2 separate regions of the Sus scrofa genome follow, and region 2 is linked to region 1. A link is a contact called in public HiChIP or PLAC-seq data. All regions are on one chromosome and are shown on one strand. The core of a region is the stretch at or near the end of the contact, and the rest is flanking DNA. Distances in the headings are between cores, read along the strand shown. Region 1 holds the start of TPK1 (thiamin pyrophosphokinase 1). Region 2 overlaps TPK1 (thiamin pyrophosphokinase 1).

What was found. HiChIP or PLAC-seq counts read pairs in DNA pulled down with a chosen protein or histone mark.
Region 2: a contact with region 1 is called in an H3K27ac HiChIP or PLAC-seq map of skeletal muscle. The contact joins the enhancer-like site here to the promoter of TPK1 in region 1. A contact is called at or near these places in 2 of 5 promoter capture datasets (fetal liver and liver), 6 of 47 Hi-C or Micro-C datasets (embryonic fibroblasts, heart right ventricle, psoas muscle and 1 more) and 1 of 2 datasets of contacts at active chromatin or transcription factors (skeletal muscle).

Annotation. Positions count from the first base shown.
Region 1 is chr9:112,928,593-112,934,678 of Sscrofa11.1, forward strand. It overlaps TPK1 (thiamin pyrophosphokinase 1), which reads left to right and starts at 2,778. Exons shown (of 9, transcript XM_021063594.1): 1 at 2,778-3,506; 2 at 3,914-3,972. The coding sequence starts at 3,930.
Region 2 is chr9:113,063,834-113,070,024 of Sscrofa11.1, forward strand. The region is part of intron 2 of TPK1 (thiamin pyrophosphokinase 1); the gene reads left to right. Among named protein-coding and RNA genes, the nearest start is that of TPK1, 140 kb to the left of the region's middle. Within about 2 kb of position 4,163, at least 9 of the 83 cell types and tissues checked have an H3K27ac peak or open chromatin away from gene starts, as enhancers often do. A contact at or near this core is called in skeletal muscle, where this site is marked.

The DNA of each region.
Region 1 (6,086 bases), core at 1,528-4,027:
CACTTTAGGAGGGGGAGGCAAATCATAAACAAGTAAAGAAGTAAGTTAAATAACTAGATTGTGAGTATATCTCTGCAGGAAGACACACAATCCTAGATGAGATAAAGAGTTACCAGGGGAAGGAAATAAGTTTTGAGCTGAGGCTGGATAGATGAGTCAGTTGTGAGAACTGGAAAAGAGCATTCTAGGCTGTTGCAAACAATTGCATCATGAACCTTCTGTAAAGACTCATTGGTTTCTTCCTCTTTGCAGCAATTGTGTTGAGTGTGAGGATTCAAATGCGACCAGTTAAAATTTGGTCCCTGTTTTCTGGGAGTCTACATTTTAGGGTAATTCTATAAAATACGAAAGTCAACATAGTGACTTGAACATAGTAACTAGCCAATAAATGTAAACTTGTATGTGATTTAAACTCTTATTTGCAATCTGGCATGTCAATTTATCTCACTATTCAAATTTGCTTCTCTCAATGCTAGTGGTCATGTCTTTTTCACATTAATTGCCTTTGAATGCCTTTTGTGATTTGCCTGTATATATCCTTATAATAGGGAAGAACAAATCTGACTCCACATTGAATCTGTGTCTTTTACTTTAACCTGTGCATTTTATTGCTTTAGCTATAAGTTAATCACTAAAGGCATGTTGCCTATAGCTTAAAGTATACATAATGGCCTATCTCTGGGAACCCTGCCTCCCATGTTTGAGCAGTAAGCTAAAATGCCTTTGTTTCGATCATAGGAAACATCCTGACCAGGCCCATCTATTAATGGCTGAAGGAAAAAGAAATGAACACATTCCCTCCTTGGGATTTCCTGGAACCAGGAAATATCTGCAACAATTTATCACCTTTTTTACTTTAACTCTTCACTTCCCTTTGTTTATAAAAGAAACTAGCATCCAAACCCAAGCAAAATGGCTCTTTGGGAGAGTAGGCCACCATCTTTTTGGTCTGCTGGCTTCCCAAATAAAGTCAGTATTCCTTGCTCCAACAATCCATTTCTGGATTTACTGGTCTGAGCTGCAGCGAGCAGTATGAGCATGGCCTAGGTAACATCCTTGGTCATCCTTTTACCAATCTGTTTGCCTTTAACTGATATAAATGTAGCAACCACTTGTCTGTTACCTTTACATCCTCTCCCTCTACCTGTGGTTGTTGTCTTCTAGTTTCACCACTGTTATCTTGAAACGTAGACTTTTGAAATTTATTGTAGTTACTATTTCAATTTTCTTTTTAATCACTTTGGGAGAAACTTGATCTACATAAAAAACTTTGAAAGGATGTGTGGTGCAAATATAAACAGAGGTGTCCTAAGGTTTAAGTGGAATACAATATTGACTGAGAAGGACAAAACATGTTGCAAACATATCTATCCATACTACTCCATTTGATCCTGACAGAACTTTTCCAAAATAGACAACGCTGTTCCCATTTTATATCAGAGGAAACTGTGGAGAGTTCCAATATACCACAGCTAGTAGGTGACAAGGTTGAAACGGCCCACCTGCTGCAACTGTGACGGCGAATTCATAATATTTAATTTTACAACTGTAAATGTGACACCTTTAGTAGTTTGGTCTAAAATTGACTATGAGAGAGGTGTACACTTGGTTTAATAGTGATTGATATGAAAAATACCTGGAAGTTCTGTTTGCTCTGGCAGCTGCAAAAATTAATGAGGGCAATGTGGTATTTTTGTATGGTTGGATCACTTCTGGAACATTGTGACCAGTGTCAAAGATAAACACAGCTGAGAATGAGTGAAAGCCTTGAAAACAGATTTTGTTTAGTAATTACTCAGAGTCCAGAAAGAGCTGAGCTCCATATCTATCTGTGCCGAGGCGACTGTAAGTTTTAAAAGGAGGCTATGTGAGGCAGAAGAGTGGGCGTTCAATAGAGTCACAGAAGTGAAAAATCAAAAAGGGTCAGTCAGAATAAGGGCGATTAGAGCTGCTTTGTTGGCTAGCTGGCCGTTGGCGAAATAAGGAGTCTGTCTTCCCACAGAGACTAGGAGACAGGTGCTATCCTTCTTGATGACTACATTTGCCAGGAATGGTTCTCAGGTCGTCCAGAGAGACACTTCTGAGTTGAAAGCTACCTATTCACAATTGAAAGCCCTCTGGGAGGTCACAGGCTTGTCACCAGGTGTTGGCTAGAACAAACAGTAGGTGCTCCTGGTGGCACTGAGCTTTCTCAGGCATTTTAATGGGTGAGGTCCTAGGTACAGGCCTTATGCTGGTAGAAACCATGCTAGAATTCTACCACTCTCTTAGCGCAGGGATTTGCCGATCTGTCACATGACAGTTGTGCTTTCTCACCAGCTTCCACACCATACTTTTATGAGCAAATTTTTTTTTTTTTTTTTTGTCTTTTGTCCTTTTAGGGCAGCACACGTGCATATGGAGGTTCCCAGGCTAGGGTCTATTCAGAGTTGTAGCCTCTGGCCTAGGCCAGAAACAGCAACGTGGGATCTGAGCCGCTTCTGCGACCTACACCACAGCTCACGGCAACGCGGGATCCTCAACCCGCTGTATGAGCAAAATTAAATACTGGGTATGGGAGTTCCCATCGTGGCTCAGCTGTTAACAAACCAGACTAGTATCTCTGAGGACCTGGGTTTGATCCCTGGCCTGGCTGGGTCAAGGATCCTGCGTTGCCATGAGCTGTGGTGTAGGTCGTAGATGCGGCTCAGTTCCCTATTTGCTGTGGCTCTGGCTAGGTCGGTGGCTACAACTCCAACTGGACCCCTAGCCTGGGAACCTCCATATACCACGGATGTGGCCCTATATATGGGTGGAGTCTGAAAATCATGGCATGTAAGAACCTTCAAAGAACAAGAGTTTAGCCTTGGAAGAGGTAAAGCCTAGAGGGTCTTAACTCTTTCTGCTCATTCCTGGAAAAGGCTGTGCCAACCTAGGAGTGTTTGAACTGGTGGAGCTGCAACGGGTGGAGTTCCAAGTAGGCGGCTTAAAGGTCCTCCAACTAGAACATTCTCTGCTTCCACCAAGCTATGTAATACTTTAACAAAGGCATGCTCCTTAGGTATACAAGCTGCAAGCCAGAGGTGACAGAGAATAAGGGCTGTGGATAAAGTCGCACGTTTGATTGGCAATGATCCCAGACTGGTGAAGGGTGACGGGGAAGTTAACGCTCGGTTCGGAGCAAATAGTGGCCTCCGGGTTAAAGTCCAGTGACGAGCCCTAGGCAGAAATCCCAGCGCTGGGTCCAGGGCAGAACCGGTCTAGAACGCACGGTTGCTCGGGAGGAGAGCGGCTGACAAGCACAGTCCTGCGCCTCCACCGCCGAGGACGCGCAGTTCCGGCCGGGCGCGCGCCCGGCAAGAGCGGCTAGCTCCCGGAAGGAGGCGGGGCTGCCTCACCAGCCCTTTCCTTAAATCGGCGAGCTGGGCCCGCGCGCCGCCGAGGCACCTCAGCCGAGCGCCGAGCGCTCGATCACCCTCGCTCCCGCAGCCTACGGCCAGCTCACTGGTGGCTCCACCCGCCTTTGTGTAAGTGCGACTGCAGCTCGGCGGGCCGCCGGTAGGACGGGGTAGAGAGGAGGCGGCTGTCCCTCGCTCACCCCGTTTCTCCGGCTTCCTTCGCTCCTACGGCCCCCAGATAGTGACCGCGGCGCTAGGAGAGGCTGGAGGGGGTGGCCCGGTGGAGGCACGCGTGGCGCCAGCTGCTTTGCCACGCGCGTCCGGGATCCCGGGATACCCGGGCCTCCCGCGTCCCCGCTGTTCCCCGCCGCCGCGCGCCTGGCCCGCTGTGCCCGGGCCCGCACGCCGGGAGCGCGGACGCTCTGTGATTCGCCCCGCAGTACGGGATAAAAGCGGTCGCCTGCCCTAGCGATTTCGCGCGCTGTTTAATTAGACAGGAGAAGTTCTAATGTGGCCTTTTTATATTTTTAATGCAGAGGCCAGTAATCCGATATGGAGCATGCCATTACCCCGTTGGAACCCCTGCTTCCCTCTGGTACTGTATTTCTTTCCACGCTTTACAGTGACATTGGTGTGCACCTCCCCAGAGCCCTGATGAGATTAAAAAGGCTGGAGTCCAGACCCAGAATGGTTTCTAGTTGGCTCTGATCTACTTCTACGCATATTGCTCAACCTCTTTTGTGCTTTAATTTCTTATCTGAAAAAACGAGAATAGTTATTAGTCCTTACGTATAGCGTCGTCGTTAGGACTAAATGATGATGTACTTCATATTCTCCACCTGGAGAAAAATAAGCCCTGTCTTAATGTTGGCTCTGAGGCTCCTAACAACCGTCTGAACTAATCTCTAACATAGCAGAACATTAGACGCCAAAGGGGTAAAGATCAGCCTTTATTGCTTTTATTATTGCCTATCCATTGTGCCCATTTTAAATCCATCGAAAATGCCCGAGATTACCCAGTAAAAATGGTTTAAAGATACCGTACATAAGGATTTATTTTAAAATGGTGTAATTCGCATGGAAATAGATCGGAGAATGAGTTTTTCTGAGGCTAATTGTTAGTTGCATTCATTATCATGGGTGGTAACAGACTTGTACGATAATTTCGTAATTTTAAACATGTTTTACTTACTAGGTTTTATTGTGTTACTGTTGGGTAGAACTTCTAGTTTATCAGTTCACCAATTTAAACAGTGTATAGCTTTTTAATGTTGAAAGTTGTTTTCTGGAATATGAATTCAACATTTTTTGGGGGTATTGAATTTGTCAGTGTTCCCACATTCTGGCAATGTTTATGGTAAAACAAAGACTAACAATAGCAGGGGACACAGACTCCTTACTCTCCAGTCATTTGCAGTGTTAAATTGTTTGCACATACTTTAATTTTATAGGTGAAGGAAACAGGTAATAATGGAACTAGAATCTGAAACCAGATATATTTGACCTGTTAAGAAGTTGAGTATTTAATTATTACTCTGAATAGCTTATCATAAGTCAAGAAAAGCATTGGCAAACAAACATTTTGTAAATGAAATTTCATAGTGCTCAGTTGTCAACAGTAGCAGGGCCAGCAATATTTCCAGAGTAAACACCAGATTCAGTTGGCCTGTGGACACTCAGATTTGTTTCTAAACCTAAGCACTTTACTGACAAATTTCTAGTGTTTTCTAGGTTGAAAGAGGTATATCATGGAGAGAGTGCTGCATGGTAAAGATTGGAGTGAGGCATCAGGATCTCTGGGTTTAAATCCTAGCTTTGCAGGTTGTATTTCAGTTTCTTTGTAAAGTGGGAATATTTCGCAGGGTTATTGTGCATATAAATGAGTCATAGAATGTGTAAAGCAGTTAGCTTCAGTGGTGGTAAGCCATTAGATTCAGCCGGAAGGATCAAGTGGTTGGATCCGAGGGTCAGTGTTGAGATGGAAAATGTTTGGAGCAGTAGACTGTAGGAAGGACCATTCTGCTCCCTGTCTTTTATCAAAGGCTTAGGGAGGTCTTGACTCCTCCGGTTAGACAGTTGGAAGCTCCTCACTGGGACAGGGCATATGGGGGACTGTTAAGAACTGTGATACCCGGTATGAAGCACAAATCCCCCACCAGGCAGATCCTGGTCTCCTTTGAGGAGTTCTGTGGGGTTTGATTGCTTTTCTAGTTTCTTCCTCTTGTCCTAGCTTCTAGAGATTCCTATCTCATCTCAAACATTGATTTAGGAACAAGGGCTCTTTGCAAGTTTACTTTGAGTCTAGCTATGTGAGAGATATTTAAAGACAAAAGTCGGTGTCCTGAGGAGCCCCTTAAATGCCTGTCCCCTTATAGTAATTAGGTAAATACTTAAGGTTAACTTTTACGTTTAGAGGGATTCCCTTCATCAAACAGACATTTAATACTTTCTAGCAGATGGGTATTTTTGTCTATTAATAACTTCTGTGATTTTAATTTGTAGGTGTGGTTTATCTGTAATGCTCACCCAGATTTAGTAGTGGGCAATCTACCAAACTGGTTCTCATCAAATTAACTAATTGCTCAGTGGACCAAAATGCTCATCTCTGGAATGATCGCTAGCTCAGAGAAATACGTATTTTTTTAGTCTTTGTTTTCTGTAACAAAATTATAAAGTAAATGGTTATTTAAAGAAAAACAACTCTAACCT
Region 2 (6,191 bases), core at 2,913-5,412, 140 kb after region 1:
AAAAAAAAACAAATAACATAATTAAAAGTTGAATAAGAAATTGAGTAAACATTTCTTCAAAGAATACCTCCAAATGTCCAACAAGCATATGAAAAGATGCTCAATGTTACTAATCATTAAGGAAATGCAAATCAAAACCATAATGAAATACCACTTCAAATCTGCTAATTTGGTTAGTATTAAAAAAAAAAAAAAAGACACCAGGTGTTTGTGAGGATGTGGAGAAAGTCAAACTTTTATTCATTGTTGATAGGAATTCAAAACAGTGCAGACACTATGAAAAATAGTGTGGAGGCTCATCTAAAAATTAAAATAGAACTACCATTTGATTCAGCAATCCTACTTTGGTTTTTTTATTCAAGAGAACTGAAGTTAGATGATTAGAGAGATATCTGTACTCTCCTGTTCATTGCAGCACTATTCACGATACCCAAGATCTGGAAGTAATCTAAATGTCCATTGATGAATGAATGGATAAAGAAAATGTGGAATATACAAGTAATGGAATATTATTCAGCCTTAAAAAAGAAGTGAATCTTGGAATTTACCCCTCCCTCCAAAAAGGGGAAGAAACATAAGGCCATCATACCCCATGAAAGAAGCTAGTCACAGAAGGGCAAAGATTGTACAATTCCCCTTATATGTGAAATCTAAAAGAGTTACCCTTGCAGAAGCAGAGAATATGGGTTGCCACGGGCTGAGGGAAGGGGCAAATGGGGAGTTACTGTTCAACAGAAGTAAATTTTCAGTTAGGCAAGATGATTCAGTTCTAGAAATCTGTTGTACAACATCATACCTAGGGTTAATGATAGTGTATTATTCACTTAAAATTTTAAGAAGGCAGATCTCATGTTAAGTGTTCTTACCATAATAAATAACAAAACAAAATAAAAACCCCAGTGTCCCTTGTAGTGCCTGATAATGGAACTTCTGATATCTGTGTAGTTGTGTATGTATTCATATGTTTAATGAGTGATTATCACTTCTTTACCAGTGTGTATTTGTTGGTAGAGTATTTCTGAGGCTTATCCTGAAGGTTCCCCCATTTTTTTCCATCCAGATGACTCCTATGTGTGGTAGAGCTGGCTAGCTCTGGTTGGAGTTGCAGTTTATGGAGATTATGTGTTTTATGGTTTCTAAGGCAGGGAGAGAATCCTGGCTCAAACCAGTAATGTTGACAGACTAGACTGGTTTCAGGTACACAACAAATTGTATCTTTGGAGTACTAGAGAAAGAAGGACCTGTGTTAGGAATAAATAGGATTTGGGTAATCGGAGGTATTTAGCTGTCTAGGAACACAGTAAGATATTTTCTGAATAAGACTCTGGCTCTTCATTTTCCTTTAGGTGAATGTAGGTACCTTTAACTCAGTCCTGACCAAGCCTGTCAAAATATTTGATAGCTTCTCCTGGTAAAGGGGTTGGATTTGGAATGAATCTTTTTTTTTTTTTGTCTTTTTTTTTTTTTTTTTGCTATTTCTTTGGGCCGCTCCCGCGGCATATGGAGGTTCCCAGGCTAGGGGTCCAATCGGAGCTGTAGTCACTGGCCTACGCCAGAGCCACAGCAACGCAGGACCCGAGCCGCGTCTGAAACCTACATCACAGCTCACGGCAATGCCGGATCGTTAACCCACTGAGCAAGGGCAGGGACCGAACCCGCAACCTCATGGTTCCTAGTTGGATTTGTTAACCACTGCACCACGACGGGAACTCCTGGAATGAATCTTGTTACCTTATGTATCTTTTCCTTTTTACGTTATTACTCTTGGTCTTAAAATTGTAAATACAATATAATTCGAATTCCATGTAAAAATATTTTTACCAGCACAGCGTTTAATGAAAGGAGCAAAGAAGTGTCTTTTCCATGATTCCATGGCTATTCCCTGTAAATAATGAAGATGAAAGAGTTTTTTTGTGTGTAATAACAGAGGTAGCCTTAGACCTGATTAACAAACTAAGAAGATGTGATAGGCTTTACCCAACACTAGGTTTCCTTATCTCTAAGGAAGGGGACAGGACAGGTAATAAGTATTGATTGGTCACAAACATGATGAAGGTCTAGGTACTTTCCAGGAGTGACTTCCAAATGTTCCAGTCACTTTTCTTTTGCTGTGCTCATGGCCGTGGCAGCCATCTATTCTTGGGTCTCTTGGGCTTTTACCCCTGGCTGGTTGTTAAGAGCTTCCTCAGGGTGTAGGTCTAGTGACCCTTCTCTGGTGCAGGTGCCTCTTACCAAAGCTGCCTGCTGATTACTTGGGTAAACGTTCTTGACATTGTAACCTTAGTCCGATCTCAGTTTTATGGAATTTGGCTTCCTTCAGTACATTCTCTGAGTTGCTGTTGCAAGGATGATTGACCAATGTTTATGTAAAGTTTTAAATAAGAATATATCTTATAAGATATATCATATGAATACATTTAAGAGCTACTTTTTAAGTGGTTCCATATAAGCACCTTGATATATTTCACCAATATTCAACTGGTGATCATGTAAGCTTGCTATCAGTATTTTTGGGATTATATGTAATAATATCACAATGACTATCCTTGAATATATGCCTTTGTGAATTTGGGCAAGTTTTATAGAGGCTACGTAGCATTTCTGGATCAAAGGGCATGCATGTTGAAATATTTATAAACCTGACAAATTCTCTCTCAAAGTTATAATTTTATCAATAGCATGTAAGAGAATTTGTTTCCTCATGCTACTTTCTTCTGGCTTTATCTTTGTGGTCTCTCTTCAGTCCCTAAAAAATTTTGAGAGTTTGGTAAAATATATATAATAATCCTTATTTGGCATTGGAATCAGCACACTTGGGATTAGCTCATTCAGAGGACTAATAAGTGGCTAATCTAGATTGGAATCAAAATCTTTTCTATCTAGTGTCCCTTCAGTTGGCTGACACTGAAAAATGTTTCTCTGGTTTTATTTTTTCTTTCATCTTCATATTTGGAACCAATTTAACAGTCTACTTTTCAGAAAGTCAAATTATTTCTGTCCATCTTCGTTCAACAGAATTTGTGAAATAGCCACTTAAACTCTGATTGTGAGTAGAGCTCTTCGTTATTTGTCAGTAACATTAACTTACATTATGTCAGGTTAAAAAACTGCTAGTTTATGGAGTTCCCGTCATTGCGCAGCGGAAACAAATCCAACTAGGAACCATGAGGTTGCAATCCTTTGCCTTGCTCAGTGGGTTAAGGATCCGGCGTTGCCATGAGCTGTGGTGTAGGTCGCAGACGTGGCTTGGATCTGGCGTTGCTGTGGCTTTGGCGGAGGCCAGAGGCCACAGCTCCGATTAGACCCCTAGCCTGGGAACCTCCATATGCTGCAAGTGCGGCCCCAGAAAGACAAAAAAAAGGCCAAAAAATTTTGCTAGTTTAAGTAAGATACATTTAATATGCTTATGAACAGTACCAATATATAAAACTGATATACATATTTTAACACATCTTAGTCGTCAGCTGTTTATTAGGCTGGTGTATAGTAAGTAACTATTCAGTGATTGAAGTTATAGTATTTGATAAATCTGCAAAAATTTTGCTGTATAAGCCAGTGAAATTTTTACATGAAAGTTAGGTCATGCAGTAACTTCTATTCATTAAAGCTTGGGACATTTTAAATGATGATGGAGTGAGTATATTTTTGAGGCCAATTCATGATTTATCAAAAATGTCCTATTTGAGAGTGTTCTCTACCACAGTTCTTTAGTTGGTCACTTCCAGTAGTAGGGATATTTATTTACTCAGTTTTCAAATTGCTAACAATGAATTCATGACAACATTATGCAGTACATGCTTGAAGTTTTTTTGTTCTTTTTTAAATGCAATTTTAGGAGTTACCTGGTGGCTCGGTGGGATGAGGATCCACTGTTGTCACTGCTGTGATTGCAGTTACTACTGTGACATGGGTTCAGTCTCCGGCCCAGGAACTTCTGCATGCCACAGGCATGGCTAAAAAAAGTGCAATTTTATTTATGTTCATGGAAAATATTTCCCTAACAAGATATACAAATTAAAGAATATGTCTTTTGGTCAAGCTTTTTGGACAGCAGAACAAAATAGTGGAACTTGTTTTTCTGTCCAGATGGATTGCATGACAACCCAGCTTCTAGGTGGTGATAGAATAGTTCTCAGATTACATCATGGTTATTTTGACTCTATTAGCCATCTAAAATGGAAATAGATATGGACAGATTTCCTTCCTATGACTCAGGTATTTCTATTTTAATAAACTGTTCTCAAAATACCAATTAAAATCTGGATGAGAGAAATAACAGACATGAGGAAGAGGATTATAAAAGCAGCACTGATCTTAGCTGAACTAGATTTAATATTAAGCCGTCTGAGAGGTTTGTCCACTGAAACTAACCTCTCCTCTCCCTCTTCTCCCACGGCAGTATATCACTCCTGCCACAGCGCTTACCAGTGTCTACAGGACAGTGCACACATGTGCTTCTCTTTTTCTTTTTTCCACTCTAGTGTGAGGATGGAGAGCTAGTTATTTTGTTATTCATCTTTTAATTCTATTTGGGGCCTGCCACATAAAAGGTATAAATGTTGAATTCTACTGGTCTTTGCAGAATAACGTAGCGTGAAAACTTGGCAAGTCATTCTGTTTGTTAATCCTTGGCCACCACTTCTAGATTTTGATTTTACTTCAGCGAATTAATTTTTACATAAAAAGATCCCATATACTAGTTAATTTTGTTTACAGAGAAGTGTTGTAGATACTCTGAGGGTAATTACTGATAGCTTACCATCTGTTTCTCTTTATCAGTCTTTTTGACCTCTCTATTCATTTGTTCTATAGCATCGTGTATGTGTGAGATCATCTATCCATTTAGCTTTTGATGATTTTGAATTTTTAAGGTTTTTGACGTTTAGAAAATGTACAGAATATATTGTGATCTTCTGTGACTTATGTTTGTGGTATAATTTGAATTTGGGGTACCATTCCTTAAAAGGAAATATATGTTGTCAGTAATTGGTAAAATAAAACGTCCCTCTTAGATATCTTTGTAAAAACTCTTATTTTCGTTTTATACTTTTTAGGGACCTTAGGCTTTTCTTTTCCATGAGCACTATCCTTTTTGGACTTTTATCTTCCTTACAACAGAAGTGGGGGGACTAATTTTTTTGAATGCTTACTATGTTCCAGTATTGTGATAAGCACTGTATATAATTATTAGATCATTAATTGATTAATAACTCTATGCCATAGATGATACTATTATCATTTACATATGAAGAAGCTGAAGCCAAAAAGAAATATTTTTTTTTCTGCTTGGTTTCTTTTATTTCTGATGTAACACAGGACACAGAAAACAGTCTCATATATTGTGGATTAGTGGAAAATACATTGGGACCTTTACTCATGCCAGTATGGTCAATGAGCTATCCTTTCCATCATCCCACTTGTTATTAAACACCTCGAAATTTGGAGGTGGATATTATAAACGCTCTTTTAAATGTGTAGCTAAGTTTGCAAAAAGGGAAGGTGATGTCCTAAGTGCAATAAGATGAAAAAGTAGCTCAGAAAAATAGTTGTCTCTTGGTATCTGTGGGAGATTGGTTCCAGGAGCCCCCAACATACCAGAATCTGCAGATGCTCAAGTCTCTTATATAAAATGGTACAATACAGTGAACACAGTCAGCCCTCTGTATTTTATTTGTTTCACTTCCACAGATTTAACAGCAGATCGCATTTGAAACTCTTGGCTTTGGAGGCTGGCTCTAGTTTATTTCTTGTAAAACTGGTGGTGTACAAGGTCTTTGCTGGTTTTTATCACCTATTGATTGGTTTTAAAAGCTGTTTGGGGACAGAGGCCAGGCTTCAATCTAATCAGGGTGAAGCATTAGAATCTCAGACATCTCAGCATTCATTCCTACATTGCCCAGGATGTTTTAAAAAAGTTTGATTTGAAACCATTAGGTAAGGAATTGTTTTTGTTTTTTTTTAAAGGAAATAAAAGGATGAATTGATGCTAATAAGGAACCGAACATTTCTGGGAAAATTAGAGAAGTAATAACAAAAATCATGGACTGTGGACTAAGGAAATTTCAAGGAATGATTGATCAACAGCATCAAATTTTAGGGTGGTATCAGGGAAATAGCATGGGAAGGAAAAGGATAAAAAGCCCCAGTTAGAGAAGCAGCTGACCTTATTTGATTATCATAATATTTCCCAA